2 separate regions of the Sus scrofa genome follow, and region 2 is linked to region 1. Evidence: chromatin contacts called from public promoter capture Hi-C data. All regions are on one chromosome and are shown on one strand. The core of a region is the stretch at or near the end of the contact, and the rest is flanking DNA. Distances in the headings are between cores, read along the strand shown. Region 1 holds the start of BTG1 (BTG anti-proliferation factor 1). Region 2 has its middle 76 kb from the start of BTG1.

Region 1 (6,326 bases), core at 1,078-3,577:
CTAAACCGATGTATGTCCAGATTTGAAAACCATTAGCAATTAATATTGCGCACTATCTCTTGCATTTAGAATCTATATTTATCCTCCCCCCGCCTTTTCCCCTCTAGATCCCCCAAGATAAGAGTAATTTCTTAAATCCACTTGTCTCTTAAAGGAATGATTTCAGGTGTGAAACACACATATATAATAAAAAACAGTGGGAGGAAAAAAGGATATGTGAGTTAAACTTTGTTCACTCTATTCAACTGATTTTAAAAAGATTTCAGAAAGGGTTCAGCTTCTGCATAGAAAGAAGGCTGTTAAAAGTAGTGTACATTTCATAATGTATGCAAATGTCAAATCATCACATAGTACACCTGAAACTAACATGGTTTTGTACATCAAGTATATGTCAATGAAAGAAAAAAAAGCAGTGGAGAAAAATAGGGACTGGGAGACGCGTCTGAGTTTAGATCCTAGTATTTTGTTAACAATTATTTCTGTTTTGTAGATGAGTCAATTTAAGCTCAAAATTATTGGGAGTCCAAGTTGGAGACCAGGCTTGGAGGTCAACAGATTTCTATTCTAGTTCTCAAATGACTGATGATTAAGGAAAGTGAATAGAGCAGATGATTAACGGTGGGTGGGGTTTAGAAGGATATCAGAAAATCTTGTTCTAGGGTTATGGTAATTTTAAGGATTTACTCCTGTTTCCCTATCTCCTTTTTCATTAGTAAAAGAGGTTTCACATCCTTAGTGAAATAATTACCACCACGTTTATTTATAAGCACAGTTCTATGTGAAAAGTTCTAGAAGGAAATATTACCATTATTTTTGATGCTTTTATCCAATGAAAGTACTTTCACAAGTCATGCTTTTAATACTATTTCTTAAAGTATTTATTTCACATATAACTACATAATTATTTTGTGTGAATGAAAAAATAACCTCAAAGTTGTTTCAAGCCCAGTTTTACATATTTCATGTGAACAATAAGATTTTTCCTTCTACTGCTTTATAGCAAATTCTACTTTTGCTTCATTTCTATACCCTTTGGCACAGTATTAAAACAAAACAAAACAAAACCTCAAAGTGGTGTGTTTTGCAATATTGATGACCAGCTAAGCTCAGGATATTTATTTCCATCTGGTAGAGTTCAACTTCTGCCTCTTGTTTGCTTTCTCCATCTGGCCGGCTCACCATCTTTTTTTTCTCCTCCTTAATGGAGTTCTGGTTAACCCTCTCTTAGGCCTAATCGTTTTAGCAAGTTCACGCCTTCCTATTTTTTCCTAGTTCAGCAAGTAGGGCTTAACTAAACAAATATCTGAGCAAATTTTATCTTTATTTTCTTGTTTTTATAAAGAGCAACAGAACTCTAAGGCTCAAACAGTTCAGTGGATTAGGAAAAAAAGGAAACAACCTTCTGTTTTGTGCAAAAAAGATGTAAAATGCATTATATAGGTTTCTTTTCTTTTACTAAACTTGTTATAATTACATTTATATTCAATAGCAGCCTTTCTTATCAGTTTTAAGCTGGTCAGTAAGGTCTCCACTTTTCTCTGACTCCTCAAGTTACTGAAACAGCAACCACAAAAGGCTTACTAACCTTTATTTATTTTGCAATTAAACTTTGACAAAGACATGCCCCAACCCTCCGCAAGGGTGGAAGGGAAACGGCTCCGAGGCGTTGGCTGCATGTTTGTGAGAACTGGGTTCCGAAAGCTGCAGGATGCCCCGCGAGAGCCGGTTCCCTCCACTTTTCCCCGCACTCCCAGCTTCCTCAGCACGGGTACCCGCATCCCGCTGCTCTGTATGCTCTTCCTTCCTGTGGAGCCAGGCACGTAGACTCAGCGTGGTGACGGGTTGTAAACACCGAGTACGCGAGCCGGCAGGTGCCTTGAGGCCAGATCCGTGCCGCAGGCGCGCGTGTAGACAGCCTGAGCGGGGCTGCTTTTATCTGCACAGCTCTGTCTCCTCGAGGCGAGCCCAGGCAGCGAACGCTTGCAGAGGATGCGCTGGCGCAGCTCCAGGAGTTGTTGGAGCAGGAAGGAGGAGTTAGGGCTAGGGGCGGGGCTTTCACACGCGCACCCTCTGTTTCCTCCATCCCGTTTTCCCCCCCGCTGGGCCGCCACTCGGGGGTTTATTTGTTTACAAGCGGATTACGTCAGCTCCTCCCTCTCCTCCCGGTCTCTGGGCACGCCCCCTGGCCCCTTTTCCCGCCCCCTTCGGCTCAGAATCTGCTTGCATCACAATGGTGCGATCTCCGGATTGGCTGGAGTCGTCCGTCACGCTCCAGCTACGCCACTTCCTTTTCTCTGCGCTATAAAAAGTGCCGCACGGCCGCTGCATCTCTTTGCCCGTCTGAGCTGGAAATGCAAGTGTTTGGAGCTTCGGAGGCTGCGGAGCTGGAGGCGGAGGCGGCCGGGGCGGTCCGAGCGATGTGACCAGGCCGCCGTCGCTCGTCTCTTCCTTTCTCCTGCCGCCTCCTGTCTCGAAAATAACTTTTTACTATAAAGAAGGGAGGAGAAAAAAGTAGCCGTCCACCGCTCACGCTCTCTCCCCCTCTCAGCCCACTGACCTGTGAGGGAGCCCGGGGTGGCCGCTCCGCCGTCGGGGCCGCACCGCCGAGCCCCGGCCGCCCCGGGCCGCCCCCGCCTGCCGCCCCCATGCATCCCTTCTACACCCGGGCCGCCACCATGATAGGCGAGATCGCCGCCGCCGTGTCCTTCATCTCCAAGTTTCTCCGCACCAAGGGGCTCACGAGCGAGCGACAGCTGCAGACCTTCAGCCAGAGCCTGCAGGAGCTGCTGGCAGGTGAGCGGGCGGCGGCAGGGCGGGGGGCGCCGAGGGACGCGGTGGCACATCTCTGGGCCGGGCCGTCGGGGACGCGGGAGTCTTGGCGGCACTGTGGGCAGGTCGCGCTCGGTTCCGGCAGCGGGACCGTGACTGGCGCGCCCGGCTGCCGCTAACGGCGGGTCCGGGACAGGGTTTGGGGGTGGGCCAAGGGCGCCCCCTCCCCCCACGGCTGGCAGACCAAGGGGACAGGAAAACAGACGCACAACAAAGAAACTGAAGCCGACCGAGGCGGGAGCCGCCGTCCTCGGACGGTCCGCGCATTTGGGGGACAAAGGAGCCGCCGGGCTAGGGTGGATTCGACGCCCCCTCCCCCCCATCCCGTCTAACCGTTGCGGGCCCGACGGCCGGGCCACGGGATGGGAAGGCGCGCCGCTGCCAGGGAGCCAGCCCGGGCCGGACGTGCAGTCTCTCCGCGCCTCCTACCCCTGTCCATTAATCATCGGATTTGTCACCGGTACAATTACTGCCCTGCCCAGAGCGTGGTTTAGGATGGCTTGTTCCATTCCCTTCGGGGCGAACAGTCCAGTGGCGCTCCTCTTCGAAGCCATAAACCCCATTGTGTGTGCGGCTGGGGTGGGGTGGAGAAAGTAAACAGGTTCCCGCCTGGCCACCGGTGCCACCCCGCTGCCCGGCTGGCGGAGGCTGCCCGCCGGATTGCCGTTTTGGCAACTCAACCGGTTGGTTCCCGGAGATTGTTCTGTACGGTGTACTACTGTTATTTCTCAAACCCTGCCCGCTCATTCCCCATCGCCTTACATGGACAGCCGCGGATTCAATGCTGGGTTTTTTTTTTTGTTTTTTTTTTTAAAGAAAGTTGCTAGTTTGCATTTTCCCTCAACGAAGCCAGCCGAAGAAAGAAACTACAGCGGGAGCCAGCAGTAACGATATCTAAGCGCTGTTTCTGTTTTTTTTCTTCTATAGAACATTATAAACACCACTGGTTCCCAGAAAAGCCGTGCAAAGGATCAGGTTACCGTTGTATTCGCATCAACCATAAAATGGATCCTCTGATTGGACAGGCAGCACAGCGGATTGGACTGAGCAGTCAGGAGCTGTTCAGGCTTCTCCCAAGTGAACTCACTCTCTGGGTTGACCCTTACGAAGTGTCCTACAGAATTGGAGAGGATGGTTCCATCTGTGTGCTGTACGAAGCCTCACCAGCAGGAGGTAGCACCCAAAACAGCACCAACGTGCAAATGGTAGACAGCAGAATCAGCTGTAAGGAGGAACTTCTCTTGGGCAGAACAAGCCCTTCCAAAAGCTACAATATGATGACTGTATCAGGTTAAGATATAGTCTATGGATGGATCCTCTTATAATGGATGGATAAATTTGATTTTTGCTTTGGGTGGGCTCCTCTTGGGGATGGATTATGGAATTTAAACCATGTCACAGCTGTGAAGATCTGGCACAAGATAGAGTGGTAAAAAAATTTTTTTAAGTGACAGTGCCATAGTTTGGACAGTACCTTTCAATGACTTAATAGCCTGTGAGTCCAAGTAAATTGATCACCTTATTTGCTAGGGAGTGAAGTCCTGGGGTGGTTTCATTTTCTCCCGGACATGATACCTAAATTTTTACATCAGTCCCTTTAACACAAATCCATATTTCAAAGAACCTTTCTCTGCGGTAGAACTTGGCAGAGGAAATTTGCACTATTACACTTAAATTGTTATCCTTTTTGGCAGCTCGATAGGAAAGCTCAACATTTTAAACGCGGTAGTACTGGAAATTTTATAACAAGACTTTTACCTAGCACTTAAATATGTATAAATGTACATAAGACAAAACTAGTAAGCATGACCTGGGGAAATGGTCAGACCTTGTATTGTGTTTTTGGCCTTGAAAGTAGCAAGTGACCAGAATCTGCCATGGCAACAGGCTTTAAAAAAAGACCTTAAAAAGACACTGTCTCAACTGTGGTGTTAGCACCAGCCAGCTCTCTGTACATTTGCTAGCTTGTAGTTTTCTAAGACTGAGTAAACTTCTTATTTTTAGAAAGTGGAGGTCTGGTTTGTAACTTTCCTTGTACTTAATTGGGTAAAAGTCTTTTCCACAAACCACCATCTATTTTGTGAACTTTGTTAGTCATCTTTTATTTGGTAAATTATGAACTGGTGTAAATTTGTACAGTTCATGTATATTGATTGTGGCAAAGTTGTACAGATTTCTATATTTTGGATGAGAAATTTTTCTTCTCTCTATAATAAATTGTTTCTTATCTTGGCATTTTAATCAATCTCTTGTCATGATTATAGAGGTTCAGCTAAAAGAAATCTATTTCTCAGAAGACTTAGGTTCTCTAAGCTGTGTGAAACTCAGTTGCACACCGGTCATGCTGAAAACCCTTTGATAAGGAGTGAAGATGATCTGTGTATACCTGTGTAGGGTTAGGGGAAACCCAGGGGTAACAAACATGCTCTTTTAAAATCTCTAAAGTCGAAACATGGACACATTTCCAGGCTTATCGCGTGCAATGAGGATAAGAGACAAAGGTGACAACAACCCCAAAAAAGTGATACTCAGAGGATTACATTTCGTTGCTTCCCTGTTGAAGTGAAGATATAAATGTTCCATTCTCGCCCACCTTTGAAAAACACTTATTTTGCCCCACGGAGTCCTTGTTCAATTAGAAAATCCTGGGGCAAGTGACCCATAGTCTTAAAGAACAGGCTAATCACTGCAGAGAGATTGGTTGCTTTTTGCCTTTCGTCAGCTGCAAGATTTACATAAAAATCACTTAAGCTGGAATTCAACAAAAGGTATGTTTGAATTTTTATTCTCAAATTGAAATGCTGAGTTTTTGATTCCTCATTTTCAGACTAATTTCACAGAAATACCAAGAACCTAAGAGAAGGATGAAAATTGAATGCTGGATTGTAGATTACCCCACCACCCCATATGATAAAGCTTGTTGCTAATTATTTGGCTTTGGGAGGGTAATAAGGTTTTTTAGTGGAAATTGAAAATGGAGAATTTTGGGTTTTTCTCTACAAAAGTAAGTTAACCTAAAGTGGCATTTTGGGGTATTAATGTAAACATGTTCACCCTGGAAATAATGCAGTCTGGGTTGCTTGAAATGCATCACTTGAAATCAGTAGTCCCAAATAAATTTGGGAATTTCTCTCTGTAAGATTAAACTCTCATATTCTAGACTACACAGGAAGACGCCAGACAAGCAGGTATTTAGAATACAAAGGATGTTTGTGTACTTTACTGGCAGGTCATCCTTGAGAATTTGAATTATAACCATTAACACATGGACTACCATTGCCAGTTATTAATGGTTTTATTTTCAGTCTGGTTTTTGGAATCCTGCCTTTGCCCCACTCCTGCCTCCAGTTTTTCAAGCTTGAAGTATAACAACTGGTAGTATAGTTTCTACACTGGTCTCACCCCTGTGCTGACTGCTACTCTTTACTACCTGTATTTCATCTGGTAACTCCTTTGAAGCTAGGTAACCTGTAAAGCTTTGCACACTAGATCATAAG
Region 2 (6,326 bases), core at 1,024-3,523, 75 kb after region 1:
TCCTAGATCAATATTCTTTATTTTTCTCTCTACTTGGCTCATGGGCAGAATTAGCCTCTTATAGTTATGTTGGAAGCTTCAACCTCTTTGGAAATGAGTAAACACTGGATTCAAGAAGAAGAGGAGGATGGGGGAAAAACCCAGTTCCCAAATATTTCTTTTCTCTCCTTTGGAGATGCTGTGCAGATAAAGGTGTCAGAGGAAGGGTGTGCGGTTTCAGGAGATGAAGTTGAGAACACCTAAGTGTATCCATTTGCTCGGGCTGCCATGATAAAGTGTCGCAAAGTGCTTGGCTTAAACCCCAGACCTGGAAGCTGGATGTCCAAGGGGAAGGTGTCAGGAGGCTTAGTTCCTTCTGAGGACTATATAGGAGAATCTGTTCCAAACCTGTCTCCTAGTTTCTGAGGATTTGCTAGTAATATTTAGTCCTCCTTGGCTTGTGATTGCTTCACCCTGATTTCTGTCTTCATGTTCACATGGTCTTTTCCCTGTGTACGTATATGTCACTGTGTCCAAGTTCCTCCCCTTTTATAAGGACCCGGTCCTATTGGAGTAGAGCTCAACGTATGACCTCATCTTAACTCTCATCTGTAGATTGTGTTTCCAGATAAGGTACATTCACCAGTACCTGGGGCTAGGACTTCAGAATCTGTGGAAGGGGACAGTTCAGCTCATAACACTAAGTAGAAAAGCCCATTGTCCTTTTCCATGTTTCAAACGTGAATATGGAGGTTTCGGGTGGTTTTATAAATTGCAGCATGAATGTTACCTGTCGCCGAGCATCACCACCAGATCACCAGTGCATAGGCTGCTCTCGCCCACGTGTCTTGCATTGTATGTTTTCCTATATATATATATATATATATATATAAAATTCTTTTTATTGCTTTCTTGCTATCAGTATAATTTTCTCCAAGAGAATGACACACATGGTTTTGGAAAAGATGAACAAAATGAAACATTCCATTTCGAGCCTGAGAAATTGATCCAAACCTTATAGTACTTTGGCTCCTAGTCAGATTCGTTTCCGCTGCACCACAATGGACACTCCCCAAACTTATAGTACTTTGGAGTGTAGAAAATCGGAATTGCTTTCGGATTCTCACTAGCTGTTTTTCTAGGACCCTTTTCTTTTACTCAAAGTTCCCCATCCCCCTCCCGTGCATGTATCCACATAATCCTAAAGCATACGCATGCATCTACACACAGACAGACAGATAGACAGACACACACACACAAATATAGTTTCCCAAAAGAAGACTTTACTTGGGTCCTAAACAAGGCTCCCTAAACAAGGTATTGGTTTTGACTCCTCTGATGTGGCAAGACTCCTTTTATGTTTCTCTTGGTTTTTGTTTGTTTGTTTTGTATGTGTGTTTTGTGTTTTATTTTGTGTGTGTGTATGTGTGTGCTTTGTTACCTTTCACTGGCAGATGACTGTCTATTAGATGCCCAACCAGCTGTCTGCCAGCAGGGGAGCATAAAGATAAACTGCTATTGGTTTCCTCCAGAGAAAAGCTGCTTTATCTCAAGGAGCTGAACTGCCAGGTGGAGTTGAGTAAACTTTGGGGTTACGATACAGTTGAGGCACAAAGTTCACCAGCAGCGTGAACCAGCCAGCCCAGTTCTGCTTTTTCATGTGCTCTAAACTGACGGAACTGAGCAATGTAAACCGGGGTGTAGCAATAGCTTCAGGAGAAAAAGGGCCGTGTTCTCTTGATGCTAGCGGGTGAATGGCTATTTTAGCATCTCATGTGCAGAATACAGTTTTGTTAATTTGCCCCCAGAGTTTACGGGGAAATCAAGATTGAAAAGGGAGAAGGTATATGGCAATTATAAGAGAAATTTTTGCCTGCTGAGCTTACAGAGTTAGAAGGACCTTTTTTATGTCTTGTTTTCTTAGGTAAGGAACCTGAAACTTGGGTAAATAAATTGCAGGAGGCTCTAACTTTGTAAAATGGAAATACTAATAGGGTAACAGTGTAAGTGACAGGTTGTTAGAATTAAATGAGAGGACACCGTCTGAGTTTCTAATGTGTCACTTTCTGAGTTACCTTTCCTCCTTTGACCAGGATCCCTCAGCTAATTAATCCCAGAAAAGGAAATAGACGTCATTTCTCAGTTCAGTGTTTTACCTTTGTCCACGTTATCTCAAGCCTTTGGAGGCCAAGATTTTGGAAATCTCCAAATGAGTGAGCTCTATAGTTAAACAAAAAACCTCCAGCAGCCCCACCAGCGACTTTTACCAGAGCTGCTAATAATTAACCAAAGGGAGTGACTGCATGGAAACTTTTCCAGGCTGCTCCAGGTGTTCCTTGCCAAAAATGGTGTGAGAGGCAGCCAAAGGAAGGACGAGAGGGGAAAGCGAGGGGCCTGCAAAAACACACAAGCATGATTGAATGTCTTGGCTCTCAGACAGACAAAACTGTGAGACAACAAAGCACTTCTTCATTTGTGTACTTACAGATTCAGTATTTCGGGATTTGGGACCCAAATGCAAAGGAGTGGGACAATACGTTGAGTTTTCTCAGTGATGTTTATGTATTCAGTAAATTGATTAACAACTTTTGCAGCCTTATCTGGATCCCATTCACTACTTTAATACTTTACTTTTTATTTTTTTTCCTAGTCACTATTTTAACACTGTGACCTTATTAAGGAGCTGCACACAGTGGGTTTTGGAGGAGAATGGGGACAAATGGAGGGGAGCAGGAGTGGTTGACCATCGAGGTCTTCCTTGTAGATGCTCTGGTGCTTGGCATCCCTTCATCAAGACTGGAGATCAAGAGTTCCCTGGTGGTGTAGTGGTTAAGGATCTGGTGTCGTCACTGCTGTGGCTCAGGTTCCATCGCTGGTCCAGGAACTTGCATATGCTGTGGGCATGGAAGAAAAAAAAAGATTGGAGATTAAAGAATGCTCAATTAGATATGAAAATAGAAGAAGAAACTCTCGACCCCTACTTTCTAAAACACAGGCGGAGAAATGGTTTGCTAAGTGCCAGCATTGGGCTGCTAAGTGAAGGCTGCTTCTGCGGCTTCCTTGACCTTCACTGTTTAGTTCCATTGCTCAGTTGGAATCAGGTGGCATTGCTATGTCACTGAATGCTGTCTTTCCTTCAGGAAGGGTTGGAATCTTGCCCAACGAGGTTGTCAAAGTAAGGTCAGGCAGTTTTCCCATCTAGTTTTAGAATGAGAGGTCAGAATGCACGAGGGCAGTGTGAATTGTTAGCCACCCTAAGCTATTGACTCAGAGGCTACCATGGCCACCCCTGTGCAGAATTGTTCAGTGGTTCCTTGTTGAATGAATGAGTGATGGAAGAAGCTGATGTTGAGCTTGATTCAGATGATGCACACCCACCTTGGCGCGTTGGGCAGCCATAGCTTTATTGATGGTACCATCTTCTAGATCCAGACACTAAAGAAAACAAACCAAGATCACGAAAGAAAACAAACCTAGATTGCTAAAGAAGCCGATGAAGTGTTCGGCTTTCAGATTATGGAGGAGTAAGTTGGATTCTTGGAGAAAATAAAGGTATTAATAGTCTCCATTGTAGGATTAATGAGAGAACACATGCTTAGGGTGGTGGCTGTCAATAGTAAGGGTTCAATATGTATTCGATTTCATATTGTTATGACTATTATCATGTTTGGAGCTTGCTTTTGGAATAGCTTTTCATTCTTTTAATAATTTTTCATACACATACCCATATATAATTTTGCATAAATGCATACATGTAATCACACACACACCTATCTGTTCTTTAGAGCAGTCTTTTTTTTTCTTGACATTTGGCCTTAACTTTTCTCTCTTTCCTCCTTGGCATCCCCTCTACACCCCTCCCTGTTGTGGAACTATTGTTAGTCACCTGACAGGTACTTCTATATTTTCCCGCTTCCTCATATAATCACCTGTGAACATTTTATACTTCACATATGTATGGAGGAGGTTTGGTTATTGCTCATCTTGTGAGCATTGAGTAAGGAAGTCACACTTTCTGTGTCTTCTTATTATGCGTATTTTCACTTACAGTGTATCCGTATAGAAATCCCTCCAAAGTGGCTGTTGTTCAGTTGTAACACATTCTTTGGAATGCATGCTGTGTGATAATGCATGCTGTGGATGAGCTGTCATCTTTATAGACATCGTCAGTGAGTAGCTGTGACTCGGATCTCTGTCCCCCTCTCCTTTTCTCGCTACTCTTTAGTGTCCTTTTACACTCATCCCTGTGCACGGATAATCCTTGAGGTGTCAAGAGGAGACTGTCGTGTTGAATGGCACATTCAGGTGTGGGTTTCATTTTTTATATATGCTGCTAAATGGCTTCTTTAATTTTTTATATATGCTGCTAAATGGCTTGCTGAAATAGTTTTAACAGTTAATGTTTTCTTCACATAGAAGGAACACCTCCACAAGTTAGTGATCATTTCAGTTTTTTGCCAGTCCGATAAGTTTAAAGATACTCTGTTGTTCTTTTACTTTGCATTTCTCTGACTGATTTAATATGAGCGTATTTTCATCTGCTTGCTGGCCATGTGGGTTTGCTCCTCTGTAAGTTTCCTATTCTGTTTCTTTATTCATTTCTTCCTGAGTCTGTCTGTTTTTGTCAGTTTTGTGAAAACAAAACAAAAAGACTGTTGTCAACTGTGGTACAAATATTTCCAAACCTGTCTTTTGTCTGTTTACCCTTTAGGAGAATCTTTCTTTTGTCAAAAATTTTTTTTTTTAAATTCTAGTATGATCAAGTTATGTTTATCTTTTCCTAATGGGTCAAGAAATGTATCGGGAATTCCTGTCGTGGTTCAGTGGGTTAAGAACCTGACTAATATCCATGAGGATGTGGGGTTCAGTCCCTGGCCTTGCTCAGTGGGTTAAGGATCTGGTGTTGCTGTGAGCTGTGGTGTAGGTCACAGATGCTGCTCAGATCCCACATTGCTGTGGATGTCGTTAGGCCAACAGCTGCAGCTCCGATTCAACCCCTAACCGGGGAACTTCTATATGCCACAGGTGCAGCCCTAAAACCAAAAAAAAAGCATCAGCAAGAAAGTTGCCTTTTACCTGAAGATTGTATATATGTATACACATGCAATGTACCAGATTTTCTTGTAGGTATTTTTTTTTTACAATTGTCTTTAATCCAGTCATTTATTTTTGTAAATGGCATAAGAGTGGGGTTCAACTTTTTTTCTTTTTGCTTTTTAGGGCTGCACCCAGGGCATGTGGAAATTCCCAGGCTAGGGGTCCAATCGGAGCTATAGCTTCTGGCCTACACCACAGCCACAGCAATGTCAGATCTGAGCTGTCTGCAACCTATGCCACACCGGATCCTTGACCTATTGAGAGAGGCCAGGGGTCAAACCTGCAGCCTCATGAATACTATTTGGATTCATTCTGCTGTGCCACTGGGGAACTCCTTGATTGTTTTTAAGTACAGTGAATAACTAGTCAAATACATATACGAATGTGTGTGTGTGTGTGTGTGTGTGTATACAGAAGCTCCCAACTTCTGATGGCTTGCTTTTACAGTGGTACAAATGCTATGTGCATTTAGTAGAAACTGTACTTTAAATTTTGAATTTTCATCTTTTCATGGGTTGGTGATATGTGGTATAATACTTTCTCATGATGCTGGGTAGTGACAGTAGCTCCCACTCAGAACAGTAAACAACCGATACACTTGCAACAGTAAACAACCGATACACTTGCAATCATTCCATTTTTCACTTAGGGTATGTAATAAGTTACATGAGATATTCAACACTTCATTATAAAACAGATTTTATGTTAAATGATTTTGCCCAACCGAAGGCTAATGTAAGGCACGTTTCAGTAGGCTAGGCTGAACTGTGAAATTTGGTAGATGGGGTGTATTAAATATATCGTTGATTTATGACATTTTGAATTCACAATGGGCTTATCAGGGTGTAATCCTATCATAAATCAAGGAAGGTCTGTATTTGTGTATGTATATATACCCATATGTATGTGAGTATCTATCTATATACACATGTATGTGTATTTATCTGTACCTATATGTCTCTCCATACAGATATATAGATACACAGCCATATATATTTTTATATATATCCCCCAGATATGTGCATGTGTCTATGTATACACACATCCATATATGTATGCACATATATAATTATTAATTCCCTGTAGAGTTTCACTGAATCTTACTACTACCTACCAAACATTTGATTTAGGAGTCAAAGAGAAATTTGAACTAGTTTGGAAGGAAGACAGGTGTGCTTAAGACCCAATTGACCCAACCCTCTTTCAAACCTTTTGATCCTGTGACACTGTAATTCATCCTCTCTTCCCAA

Evidence for each region. Promoter capture Hi-C pulls out the DNA fragments that hold promoters and counts their contacts.
Region 2: a contact with region 1 is called in a promoter capture Hi-C map of liver, with 5 times the contacts expected there. The contact joins the enhancer-like site here to the promoter of BTG1 in region 1. A contact is called at or near these places in 2 of 5 promoter capture datasets (both in liver), 11 of 47 Hi-C or Micro-C datasets (alveolar macrophages, brain, embryonic fibroblasts and 5 more) and 2 of 2 datasets of contacts at active chromatin or transcription factors (alveolar macrophages and skeletal muscle).

Annotation. Positions count from the first base shown.
Region 1 is chr5:90,812,867-90,819,192 of Sscrofa11.1, forward strand. BTG1 (BTG anti-proliferation factor 1) reads left to right here and starts at 2,328. Exons shown (of 2, transcript NM_001099936.1): 1 at 2,328-2,793; 2 at 3,757-5,070. The coding sequence starts at 2,646. The coding sequence ends at 4,124. All of the region lies in intron 3 of LOC106510428 (a long non-coding RNA gene), which reads left to right.
Region 2 is chr5:90,887,643-90,893,968 of Sscrofa11.1, forward strand. No RefSeq gene overlaps it. Among named protein-coding and RNA genes, the nearest start is that of BTG1, 76 kb to the left of the region's middle. Within about 2 kb of position 2,274, at least 22 of the 83 cell types and tissues checked have an H3K27ac peak or open chromatin away from gene starts, as enhancers often do. A contact at or near this core is called in alveolar macrophages, fetal liver, liver and 1 more, where this site is marked.